Regions from separate parts of the Hordeum vulgare genome. Here region 1 is linked to region 2. A link is a contact called in public Hi-C data. All regions are on one chromosome and are shown on one strand. Each heading gives the region's core, a stretch centred on a gene start, on an enhancer-like site or on the middle of the called end of the contact. The rest is flanking DNA. Distances are from core to core; before and after follow the strand shown.

The links. A called contact is a pair of places that touch in the nucleus more often than the background predicts.
Region 1: a Hi-C map of leaf shows a contact between it and region 2, with 7 times the contacts expected there. The contact joins the promoter of LOC123444017 here to the promoter of LOC123444016 in region 2. A contact is called at or near these places in 4 of 6 Hi-C or Micro-C datasets (leaf and seedling) and 1 of 1 datasets of contacts at active chromatin or transcription factors (embryo).

Annotation. Positions count from the first base shown.
Region 1 is chr3H:410,003,331-410,010,297 of MorexV3_pseudomolecules_assembly, reverse strand. It overlaps LOC123444017, which reads left to right and starts at 4,202. Exons shown (of 2, transcript XM_045120611.1): 1 at 4,202-4,343; 2 at 4,426-5,828. The coding sequence starts at 4,482. The coding sequence ends at 5,666.
Region 2 is chr3H:409,691,727-409,698,193 of MorexV3_pseudomolecules_assembly, reverse strand. LOC123444016 (plastidial pyruvate kinase 2) reads left to right here and starts at 1,857. Exons shown (of 12, transcript XM_045120610.1): 1 at 1,857-2,108; 2 at 3,105-3,392; 3 at 3,619-3,784; 4 at 4,225-4,359; 5 at 4,433-4,543; 6 at 4,624-4,712; 7 at 4,911-4,973; 8 at 5,449-5,624; 9 at 6,199-6,301; 10 at 6,393-6,467. The coding sequence starts at 1,872.

The DNA of each region.
Region 1 (6,967 bases), core at 2,953-5,452, 310 kb before region 2:
CGAAAAACGTCTGACGATAAAACGAATATGGTGCCGCTATGGACGACCGTTCAGGTACCAAACGGACTCCGATTGCGACGAAAACTGGCACGCAGCCTATCTATATTAAAATAAGACCGCACACCAAGTTTCAACCCAATCATAGAATATTTTATGATCACTTTTAAAAACAAGGATTTCACGATGTCGCGTGGCGCGTGCGTGTGTGGTTGGTCACAAAACGGTCAACGACGAAAACGGAGAGAACCTGCGACTAACAACGGATGCAAGTTTTGAAAACTGGCGGCAACGGAATGCCGATGCAATGCGGAATATGCGAATGATGCGATGATGAACGCAACAAACAAATAATAACACAGTGGCAACGTAATAAAAGGGGAATCTTCTGGAGCGTCGGTCTCGGGCTGTCACACCAGCCTTGAAAGCGCATACTGCTTGATGCTGAGAAATGTTTTCCAATGTGTGATGAAGGGTGGTCCAATGCTGGATCTAATCTCTTAGAGTTTCAATCTGCTTTTGCACACAATGTTGTAACTCAGACAAACCAGCAAGACGTTTGCACGTGTCCTCGAAAGTTTTGATGAACACTCGGGCAAGATCCTCCTAGCAATAGATGCTAGAAGGAGCCAACTGATTCAGCCACGCCAGGGCCGAACCATCCAACATTAGAGACAAATGCTTCATGGCAACATTGTTGTTTCCTCCGCCAATCTTCACTGCCACTCGGTAATCATCGAGCCATGTTTCAGTCTTTGATTCTCCCGTAAACTTGCTTATTCCAGCCGCCAACCTGAAGTTGGGGGGAATATCAGCGGACCGAATTGCTCTGCTGAAACACTCGGGACCAGAGACAACGGTCCCGCTACCACTCGGATGATCTCTGTCATAACCATCTCTGTGAGCCCTGCCCCTATCAATCCGCCTCTGTGCGAGTACATTCCTCGCATCAAACCTAGGACTCCTCTCATCGCCGAACGGGCGCCTATCATCGTAGTGTCGTGCACATACGAACCACTTCGCGGGGGAGAATGCACTCGACGACGGTCATCACGGTGATAACGGGGAGCAAACTGATTTTGCCCCTGATCTCTGTACTGGTCCTCATGGTAACCTCCGCCCCTGCGATGCTGAGGTGACCCTAGACTATAAAGTGACTGAACTGTGTCTGTTGTGGGTGAATTACCGTGAAATCTATCGAGTGAATGTGATACAGCCGAATTTTGCTGCTGCGCTGCGTGAAGCAATGTACGAATCTGTTCTAAGCCTCTGCCAGCCTCTGAATTTGACGGCTGAATGGAATCTGCTATCTTAGCGACGGATGTAACATTCAGAACTGGAGTACGAAATACCTCGACGTTGTTCTAAGGTCCACTCGAAAACAACTGCTCTTGACGTCGACCGGAAACCGAAGGATGTTGGCGGGCGTGTCCACTCGACGGCTCTCCAACTTCGTGTCCGTCACGACCGAACCCAGTCGGGCTTTACATCAAACCTTCCATGAAAACCTCAGCTGCAGGATTGCAACTCTCGCACTCGGAAGGGACGTCAGACTAATCTGACGCCGAGTCGAACATGCCCCAAAGTGATTCGGCGGGCTCAATGGCTGCAAATTGTGGAGATGATGCTTGGCGAGTCACAACATGCTTCACCCATCGTTGGAGCCACGAGCATCCGGATCACTTGTGGCGACGAACAACGGGGAGAGCAATCGACACCAGAGTCGACGACGCCGAAGAAGAACACCACAAGAACTTGCACGGAAGTGCATCGCCCCGCGGATCGGGAGCGCCTCAACGCCGAGAGGCGCCTCCTGAAGCCATGCCGAGTTGTCGACAATGAAGGTGAGCGCGCCAAGACGGATCTCGCGGCCCAAGAACAAATCACCGCCGGAAGACATGACGAAGAAGAAAATCGCAAACTTGCCGAAAGTCGCTTAGATGCCTGCCCCACGATGGGCACCAACTGTCGTGGGAACGAGCCTGAGAGTAGAGGTGAGGGGTACGTAAGGAGAGGGCAGATTCCTAGCTACGGTGAGTTTGTACACACGATATATGAGTTCAAGCCCCTCTCGTGGAGGTAACAACCCTACGTCTTAGTGCTCTGGAGCTCTTGTCGTGTGGAATGTGTGTATTACAGGGGGTGCGAACCCTTGTGCCAGAGGGGAGGGGTGGCTTATATAGAGTCGCTACCCCCATCAAGACTGGGCATCCAAGGGTTCGATTAATAGAGATAATGGCGTACGTTACAAAGAACGTATGTTATAAATGTTACTTACGACGACTAGTCGAATGCCCGATGGTTGGCCTTCCAGGAGCGGCTTCTGATCTCCTGTGCTCGACTGGCTTCTAGTTCTTCCAAGTGAAAGTCTTGCGTTGAGTGGAGAGAGAAAGTCTCCGAGTGGATGTTCTACCGAGTGACGCATGCACCATGGCGAGTCACTCGGAGCCTTCCTTGAAATCTTTAAGTCTTTAATGTTGTGTCCTTGGGTAGGACATGTAGGTCAGGCCTATGACCCTACCCTAGGTACATATCCCTATCACCTCGTCCCCTTCCCGCTTCGATTGGGAGCCATGGCCATGGGCGACCTCCCTTCGCGCGTGCACAAACCCGTGTGAGCTCGCCGTCGCCGGCGCTGCCGCCCGGCCTATGCGTATAGGAGAGCTGCATCAACGGTTCGGTGGAGCTCCATGGTCACCACGGGCACCACAGTCATCATCATTTTTGTTACAACCGGTGTCAAAATTTTCTACAAATGACATCGAAATTTGCTACAACCCACACCGCATTTTGCTACATCGCACATGGCGTCGTGATTTTCTGCTACAACCGGTGTTTCATTTTGCTACAACCGACGACATGGCGAGCTGCATCCCCTCTCTCAACTGCTCCATGGCCGACGAAGTTGCGTCCATGGCTGAAGGCGTAATTTTGCCACATGCTTCAACCGACACCGCATTTTGCTACCACCGGTGTCGCATTTTGCTACATCGCACATGACGTCGCGATTTTTGATACAAAGGTGTTTCATTTTGCTACTACCGACAACGTGTTTTGCTGCATTCATTAACAAGGCCATGATGCTTCAAGCGCGGCGGTGAGCACGAAAACAAGATGCTGGTGTAGGGTTGTCGCGAATCCCGATGATGATAACTAGCATGGAGTAGGAGGGGAGGGGCGGTGCTGCGACCAGAGGGAGGTGGGCAGTAGGAGAGCGCAACGCGTGCCCCGGCGAGCTGTGTGAGATGCGGGAAGGAAATGTGGACGCTCCGCGAGGAAGAAGAGAGCTCTCGACGAATCGTTTTTACCTAAATCTAATGGTCTACGCGACTGGATCTCACGGCCCGCGCTCGACCGGTCGAATCTTTTGGGCCGACGCGTCGGCGCCTATGAGTGCCCTTTGTGTAGCCAAAACCAAAAGGGAAACGCTTGTAGCCGGCGCGCCGACCGAACTGTTCGGCCGGTTCCGTGCGACCCGCACGTGTGACTGGCTAGGCATGCATCTTTTTTCCATCCAAATTTGCTACAACCGACGTTTAAATTTGCTACAAGCGTTTTCGATTTGCTACATTTGTCCACTACAAAAGTTGCATTCACGTTTGGTTGCAACCCAAAATTCGTCGAATTTTTTTTGGTACAACCGCGTTTGATTTTTGCTACAAACGGTGTTGATTTTTGCTACAACCGGCATCAATTTTTGCTACAACCATTCACTAAAAAAGTTGCATACACGTTAGTCAGAGTTGCAATACAAGTTCAACGGATTGTTTTGCTACAACCCATATTTTGTTTTGCTACCACGCATCATCAACGTCTTTTTTTACCACGACCATGTTGATTTTTTTTGTTATAACTATATTTTTACTGCATCCGTGATCGAAATTTGCTACGTTGCTGTTTGTTTTTGCTACCATTAACTATTTTTAATGGTATAGACAGTTAAACGGGATTCGATTGCAACCAGCTGAAAGTTTAGGCCGGCGCAGATCAGTGCCCAAACCAAAATGTGTGTATGTTATCGGAGATGCTCTTAGCACCGGCCGAGCGACCCACTAGTCAGTTCTCTTTCTCCCCCACCCCACCTAACTTCTCCGAGAAAAAGCCGAGCAGGGGCGCCGCCGCCGCCATCTCCTTCTGCTCCTCATCAGGCCTCCCGAGACCCGGAGTCCGCAGATCCGGCAACCTCGCGCCTTGATCTTGCAGCTCCGGCCGTGCTCCTCGCTCTCCTTCCCGGCATACGGCGCCTGGTGTTCGTCATCCACGACGCACCGGTGGCCCGTCTTCCACGCCGCACGAGTAGGGGCGCATCTAGCCTGCTCATGGGGCTCAACCCTACCTAGCACCCGGTGCTTGAACAAGAGTCTTTTTTTTTGCGAAGAGCTTGAACAAGAGTCTGACTCCCTATTTTTTTTTTCCGGCGTCTTGCAGCGTTAGCCCCGGGTCAAAGAGACGCGTCGCAGCTGCCCGCCTCCAAATCCCCCACCATGCCCCGCGCTCGCAGGCCTCGCCGTGAATGGTCGGACGGCGTCCCGCCCGAGCTTCTTGGCGTCATCTTCCTCGACCTGGCCTGCCTCGCCGACCGTGTCTACTTCGCCGCCGTCTGCCGCTCGTGGCGCTCTGTCGCGAGGGCGGCTGGCGGCCCGCCGGCGCCGCGCCAGCTCCCGTGGCTCCTTCTCCCGTCCTCCGACAAGCCCTCCTTCTTCAGCCTCCACTCCGGGGCCAAACGCTGCCTACGCCTCCCAGAGAGCGTCCGCGGCGCGCGCTTATGTGGCTCCCATGATGGCGGCTGGGTCGCGCTCGCCTTCGAGCAGTGGCGAGGGTATGCGGCCGTCAACCTCCTCTCTGGCGCGAGGGTTCTTCTCCCCGACAGGCTCAGGACTGCCCTGCCCCACCCGTTCGGGCCCCATGCGAACACCGCCTGCGAGCACCACATGGTCATCCGCGCCATCACCTTCTCGGGGTCACCCTCAGCAGAGGACTGCCTTGCCGCCGCTCACGTCTCCAGCGCCTCCAACATCGCGTTCTGGCGGCAGGGAATGAACAGGCACTGGATCACGTGCGGGGTCGCTCTGGACGTAATCCAGGACATCATCTACTACGAGAATGGGTTGAAGCAAGGTTTCCATGTCCTGTCAAAAACAGAGGACATCGTGGTGTATTCGCCCAACGCCGACAAGGGCGCCCCTCTGGTGATGACCCGTACCTCGTACCAGGTCCAGGAGCGTGCTGATATTCTCAGGCGCAAGTCACGCATAGTGTCCCGCTATCTGGTGGAGTCCCGCGGAAAATTGCTAATGATCCTGCGGCTTGCCAAGGGTGGCAAGAATGGGTTCAGAATCTTTGAGATGAACCTTGTGATTGCTCCGGATGGGGGCTCTGAAGCTTCTTGGGTGGAGCTTCACTCGCTTCCTGGTAGGGTGCTCTTGCTTGGTCGCGGCTGCTCTAGGGCCGTTGAGGTGTCTCAGTTCAACAGGCTCCAACTGGGCAGCATCTATTACTTGGACGATACTAGCTTCGACATATCCTTGGCATTAAGCAGTGGGAGTAAGTATTACAGTACTGACATGGGTGTTTATGGTCGCAAAACACTAAATAGGGCGCGTAGTGTACGGCGCTTTCCGCGTAAATGTACTTCAGAGGGCTCTCCACCAATCTGGTTTATGCCCTGACTCTGTATGCAGTTTGGGGGAATTTAGCAAGTCTGGCTCCTTGCAATTTTTTGCAGTATGCTAAAAGATGCCAGACACTGTATATTCAGAAATAAGTAAGTAGATTCCTGTGAAACAAATGTATGACATGTTGGAATCATTAATCAATTATATTTTATGTCACCTGTACATTGTTAGAGTTCGTTTAATCCCTTTTGTGGTACCCCCAATCTAGTGTCTGAATTTTGTGATAATTGTGCTCGGTTGTGTCATTTAGCAAACAAAACACTTCTCCACTAGCGGGCTGTAGCCTATGAGGCGTCTCAGGGCAATTGGATCCAATTAGGGCATGCAGTTCCTGGATGATGCTATTGGTTGGAGAATGGGAGCAATTACCCATGCCCTGCCATTAGCTCGTACTCGGGGTGCAAGGTTCCCCATGATGTGTAGTAGGGCTTGCCATGTGAGGTGTCAACTTGTAATCAGGTCAGGTTTCATCCTTGAGCTAGGTAGAAATGTTCTGATATCCTCTGCAATCTTGTTTATATTATGTTGTTTCCTAATATGATTGTCATGCAGTTCTGCCAATGGAAATTTTATTCACTATGGCTGGAAGGACCAATGACTTAGTGTTTTTTTTGCAGTCGTCTTTATTCTGGATTACACTAGACGAAGCTTAAATTCATGCATGTTTTATCAACCTTCTGTGATAATTTAGTCCCACTGTCAAATAGATCTCCTTTGAAACTAAGATAGGTGATGAAATTCTGCATTTCTGAGGAAGAAAGTGAAATGAATCCGCCGGTCACCACACAACTAGAAGAATCACCAATCAGTAGTCCATGCAGGAATTACATATCCAGAGTATCCATCGTTACAATTTCCAGTCACGGTTAGGTAGGAATGATGGCTTTCTAACTTTACAGAGCCCCTACTTTTTTATTTTGAGGGAAAACATAGATAGCCCCTAATTGATCTGTATATATAGTGTTGTTAACACACTTTAGCTACTTCATTATTCTTTCTGTACTTGTACGACCCAGACCCACCAGATAAAATTACTGTGTTCCACAAGTAGTACTGGTTCAGAATTTGACTTGTAGAGCAGGCACTGTGGCCTTAGATCTCAGCTACCATGTGTCTAGTGCAATCGATTTGGCAAACTCGTTAGACTGGTGAAGTATGGCAATTCAGGATTTCCTCATTCTTTCTCCTAATAGAGCTTGCCATAAGCATGGCTATTGTACCTGACCTTGCAAGGTCATGCATGATTAATCTGATCCAATAGTGATTAAATTGCTCTAGGTAATCCTGTTAATGTT
Region 2 (6,467 bases), core at 608-3,107:
GTGAGTAATCGATTGTTGTGATTTACTCCAAAAGTTTGTGAAAGTTTTGAGGTCACGTCAATGTCTACCACTAGCGGTTGAGAAATACCTCCGTTGTGTTATCACAAGGAGAATAGGGCGAGTCTGCATGGTGTTGGTCTATCTTCGTGGTTACACCCCACACCTCCAACGATGACAAGGTTTCCTCCAAGGAAGTGAACATCGAGGTACATCCTCGTCTCCGGAGTTTCGGTTATCCCTAACCCTAACTCTTTACTTGTGGTTTACTTTGGTCATTTGACCTTTGAACTTGCTATATCATATTGTGTTAATTGTCTCACCATATTATTCTTATCACCTCTTGTTAGAACATCAATCACCTTAGCAATATTTAGGCCTTCGCTCTAAGTCGGCCAGTGTTAATATTTGTTATCACCTCTTGCTAGAATATTCAGAACATCAACCTGCCTTCCTTCTACCTCGTCATGTAATACCACTAGGAGACCATATGCTGGTCAGTGTTAATTTTTGTTATCACTAACGTGCTATTACCAACCGCTATAGACCCATCATCGAAGGGGCTTAAGCGCTTGTCAATGAAGGATAAATTCAAGCTGTGGTTATATGTGGAACCCATTTACCCGATGGTAGGCTCGTCAACTAAGAGATCTAGAGCACAACATCTAGTTAGCTAGAGATTTGTGTATCAACAAGTAAAGGTGGGACAAATTATCAAACCCGAAGGAATCGAGGTCACGTAATTCATCTCTAGTCATTCCCGGTGACCCGAGCATATCTTCACAACCAAACAAATCACATCCAATTATTTCACGAGATGATACACCGACAAAATTATCCCTGATGAACATATCTTCACAAACAAACAAAATCTTTTTTCTAAAGGTACAAACAAACAAATCACATATAGTTATTACACAAGACGAGACACCGGCAAAATTATCCCTGATATAGTTACACGAGCATTTGTATTATCATTGTTTCTTTCTACTCCCTATGTACTGTAATATAGGTCGTTGTAGTAGCTAAACCAGCGACCTATATTACGGTACAGAGGGAGTAGGTTTCTAGTATTTTATGGATGGTGGTTTTCTTTTACTTCGCTATATATTCCTTGTCTACATGACACTTTTTTTATGGAATCATCCACATAACAAATACTCCCTACGTTCACAAAATATAAGACAACTTAATAAATATTTTAATATAAACTACTCTCTCCGTTCCTAAATATAAGTCTTTTAAGATATTTCACTAGGTGACTACATACAAAACAAAATGAGTGAACATACACTTTAAAGTATGTCTATATACATCCGTATGTAGTCTTCTAGTAAAATTTCTATAAAGACTTATATTTAGGAATGGAGGAGTACGTACAAATGAACATATCTATACATTCCATGCAGCAAGAAAGTTACGAACATCTTATATTTATAAACTGAGAGAGTAAGAACCCAATTATAATTATTTAGAAAACGGAGGAGTAGGATCTATTGAAGATACCGGTTCAATATACTTGTAAAGTCACGCCATACTACTGGATGCGACGAATTCGCCTGCATTTTCCGAGGTTCTACTCCGGCCAACTAGACAGCGCCACAACGGAGGCTCCAAGGCAAGGCGCGAGTGAGCCCGGCTGGGCTGGGCGGGGCGAGCGAGCGGCGTAGTACTAGCGTGGCGACGCGAAATGCAAAGCCAGCTCACCCGCGGCCACACCATAGGCCCCGCCCACGCCCACCTCGTGCCCCGTTCGATACAAACGAAGCAGAGGCGCATCAGCTTAAACCCAAACCCGTCTGCCATCTGCACTGCTCACGGCACAGGCACACGACTCGCACGCCTCACCACCTCATCTCCAATTCCGAATCCAGATGGCGCAGGTGGTGGCGGCGGCGGGCGCGGCGGGAGCGGCCAGGCCGCTCGGCGGCGCATCCGGGGCCGATTCGCTACGGCCCGCGGCGAGGCTGCCCTTCGGCCCGCGCGACGCGAGGGAGAGGTGGAGCGGGAGCGTAGCCTCGAGGGGTCGACGCGAGCATCCGGTCGCCTCGGTGATTAGCGCCGACGCCGAGGTGCTGCCGGTGTCGCCTGACGACGACGCGGTCGTCAAGGTAGCGTTTCCTCGTACTTGACTGCTACCTCAGCTGCTCGCTAGCTGGGGAACCGCTGTTTTTGTGGTCTCCGGTTACTTTGGGGCATGAAATTGGCTTTCCGTGACAGTGAAATCGGATTTATCACGCTCGGGACATCATTTTCGTGTGCATGACGGTGGAATTTGGAGTCCGGGGCTGTTGGAAATGTCATTTTCTAAAGCTTCTCCTCCATGCGTTGTTGCTTGAATTTTGGCGTCTGTTTGTGCTCTTTTATGTTTATATGCATCCATAAGAGCTGCTTGTCTGGTACACCAAATTCTGCCCGTCGTTTTGAATGTTGTAAAGCGTATACAGTATTTCGGAGTAACAGCGCCATATATGATATACCCCCTTTCCTTTTAGGCTATTTTTCATCTGGCTTGAGTTTTAACTGCGAGGAAATTATGTGGCTTAATTTTTAACTGAGAGGATAGCTATTAATTATCTGGCTCAAGTTTTAACTGAGAGGATAGCTATTAATTATGTTATTACTGTTTGCAGAATTGACATTGGAACCATTCAATATAGTTAAGGAACGTTTCCGTGCACTCGAAAAGTCTAAATAATTGGTATACTTTGTAACAGCCCCTTCTAGAAATCATTTGCGGGAATAATTCTCAGCAGAATCTGTACTGGCTTATTTCCTGCCACTGAAAAGGATGGAACCCCTTAATCTTATTTGGAATAGCTCAAAACGGATGAGCTATTTTAAATATGGATGTGCTACTTTCTGATCACTTAGGTTAAATCTCAATTCCGAGTCTTCTCTAAGCCACTTATCCAGTAAGCTATGAACATTTATGATGAACGTGACATATATTCTTGTTTTCTAATTTTCTCTGTGGTAGGCAGTTATTTAACATGACATGTTTTCTGGCTTGCGTGTTGCAGTTATTCATAATAGTAAGGTGTATTTCTATTTTGGAAGCAACCTTATGAATTGAAACTACTGTCAATAATACTTCTTCTTGACAGGAAGAAGAAAATTTCCAGCATCTTAAGGCTATACAGCAACTAGCAACAGCAGCCAATGGTGTGTGGTCTAAACCAAATGTTAGGCGCAAGACAAAGATTGTGTGCACAATTGGTCCCTCAACTAACACGAAAGAGATGATCTGGAACCTTGCTGAGGCTGGCATGAATGTGGCTCGGCTTAATATGTCACATGGAGACCATGCATCACACCAGAAAGTTATCGACTTGGTGAAGGAGTATAATGCTCAAACGAAGGATAACGTGATTGCGCTTATGGTTGACACCAAGGTTTGTATTCCCTTTTTCAGAGCTTATGCATACACTCTGTTGGATGAGCAATCTAGTTCTCAGAATATGCTCTATTTGTGTCAGTCTTAACTATAAGTCTGTCATGCCCATGCTAGCGCATGTTTTGCTCTGTTAATGAATACTGTATTTAAACCTTTTGATGCTGCACTTCTTTCATCATATTGTACCTTGATTTCTCTGATTGAAGCTAGATTTTACATTTCAGGGTCCGGAAGTTAGGAGTGGAGATTTGCCTCAGCCTATATTCTTGGAAACCGGCCAGGAATTCACCTTCACAATTAAGAGGGGGGTTGGGACTGAGACATGTGTTAGTGTTAACTATGATGACTTTGTTAACGATGTAGAAGCCGGTGACATGCTCCTTGTGGATGGTATGTGCACGTTCTTTTCCCATTCTGGTATTTGATCATTTGATCTTTGTTGGTGAGACATGATTTTTTACAGAATGTGCGGATGCAGCAAATCAGTTTATCTGAAATAGTTTACTACTAACTTTTAGCTAGTGACTGAATAAATTTGTATGGCCGCATATAACTGTATATAGTGAATTGGATAGGTTCACGAAGAGCTGGTCTTGCTTAAGTCAACTTTCTGAGATGGAGTTTACCAGCACTTTTATTTGCAGGTGGTCTTGCTTAGTGTGCACAACTGATTAACATTTAAATTAGAACATCAGATACCTGTGTAACATCCTTCTACTTTTGTTCTCTGTATTTTTTATGCTTGTAATGATGATTATATTTTTTGATTATGTAACTTCGACATTAAAGTGATTTATGTTGTGTTAATGATCATTATATTGGTTATTTAGGAGGAATGATGTCATTTCTGGTCAAATCAAAAACCGAAGATTCTGTAAAATGTGAAGTTATTGATGGAGGTGAATTAAAATCCAGGCGTCACCTGAATGTCCGTGGCAAGAGCGCAACCTTGCCATCAATCACTGGTAATAGTCATCATATATATTTCATTGAATAATATAGATGCTCTTGTCTCATGCACATTTTCCAAACTTGCAGATAAGGATTGGGATGATATTAGGTTTGGAGTGGAAAATCAGGTTGACTACTATGCCGTTTCTTTCGTCAAAGATGCTCAAGTTGTGCATCAATTGAAGGATTATCTCAGAAGTATTATTCCAGACTTTATAAACAGTGTGGGTGTTGTTTTGAGTGTATCTTGACCATGTTTCCTTTTTATTTTGACTCAGGCTCGAATGCGGATATACACGTAATTGTGAAAATTGAAAGTGCAGATTCTATTCCAAACTTACATTCAATCATTACGGCATCTGATGGGGTAAGAGGTTGGCGTTCATTGTTTCTTGAGTTTAGCAAGGGGCACTATACAATACAGTACATCTTAACTATGAAAGATCTTGAGTTGTATGGGCATCATGAAAAGGGCTTCTTCTCCATCTTTAATCTTTTTCTATAGAGTGTATCACTGTTGGTTTTAGTTTTGAAGTACTGACATACGAATTGTCGAGTTCTGTAGGCTATGGTTGCCAGGGGTGATTTGGGGGCTGAACTTCCTATCGAGGAGGTACCTTTGCTGCAGGTATGATCTAGTTTATTGCTCACTGTCGGTTTACAAGTCGACGAGTCGTTCCGTGGTTGAGACTCATAGACTAATCATGACAATTCGAAGTTTCAACTCATAGACTAGTCGACCCTGAAGTGTAGTCGGCTCTGGAATTGCGACTCATTAACTAGTCTATCGACTAGTCTTGACTAGTCCTTCGACTCGTAGTCCATGCTGTCCACAAGTCCATTGCACTAAATGCCCCCTTCTCTGCTTAGTTGTTTGTTTAAGCGACAAGCTACAAACTTGGTTGTGCTCCGTATAATATCAACTACACAATCTACGCTTGGAAGAAAATAATTATTAACCGAGGACTGCTTTGCACTCGTTTGTATATACATCTAGGTAGCTATCCAATTTGGAACCTGGCACTGAACTTTCTTTGCTTCCGTCAGTTGATTCAGTATAGGATATACACGACATGCTTAGAGTTTCATGTGTCCCGATGCAGGAAGAAATTATTAGAATGTGCAGAAGCATGGGAAAAGCTGTCATTGTCGCCACTAATATGCTGGAAAGCATGATCGTTCATCCAACTCCAACCCGAGCAGAAGTTTCAGATATTGCTATAGCTGTTCGGGAAGGTGCTGATGCAGTTATGCTTTCTGGGGAAACTGCACATGGAAAGTATGTGTTTTCGTTTCCTTACACATAACAAAATATTGTTTATATATTTCCAGCAAACTATATGTGCACCGACAGTCCATTGTTAATAATTTAACTAACAAAAGCCAGCCGATTTTATGACCAAGTAATATTTCTGCAGTACTATAGGATGTTATTTTTGTGATTGCATTCTTTAAATGTTCCAGAAATTGTTAGAACCACTATTGTGTGTTCATCAGCTATAAGCTGTTGTAATTGTTGGTGATTTTGCCCTTGTCCTATTATTTGTCCTTAGTAAACTATGATATCTGACTCTACTTTCAATATGTTTGCTCTGAATTTGTGGTATGTTGTTTTGGTTTCCATCCAAGTTAGCTCCTTCAAACGTTTTTGTTGCGTTAAGAATTATTGAACTGCCACATGGATCATGGATTGCTCGATTTTGTTGTAATAAATCATGGATAGGGGAGTTGGTATGTTGATGTTTAGTTACACTCTTTTTGTTGCCCTTTTGGTTTGTTTAAAAGATGCTTGCTATTTGTGACGTGCATTTAAGATGGATACTGACTAAGCTTTACCACTTGATGTCGGACAGATTTCCCTTGAAAGCTGTCAAGGTCATGCATACTGTTGCACTAAGAACTGAAGCAACTATTACTGGCGGGGAAACACCGTCTAACCTTGGTCAGGTGTTCAAGGTCTGAACTGCAATATCCCAACTGGCACTGCATGTCTTTTTCTTCACTTTAACCTAGTTTTTATCTTCCCTATTTACTTTCCTCCCTGTAGAACCACATGAGCGAAATGTTTGCCTACCATTCAACAATGATGTCCAATACACTTGGTACATCAATTGTGGTCTTC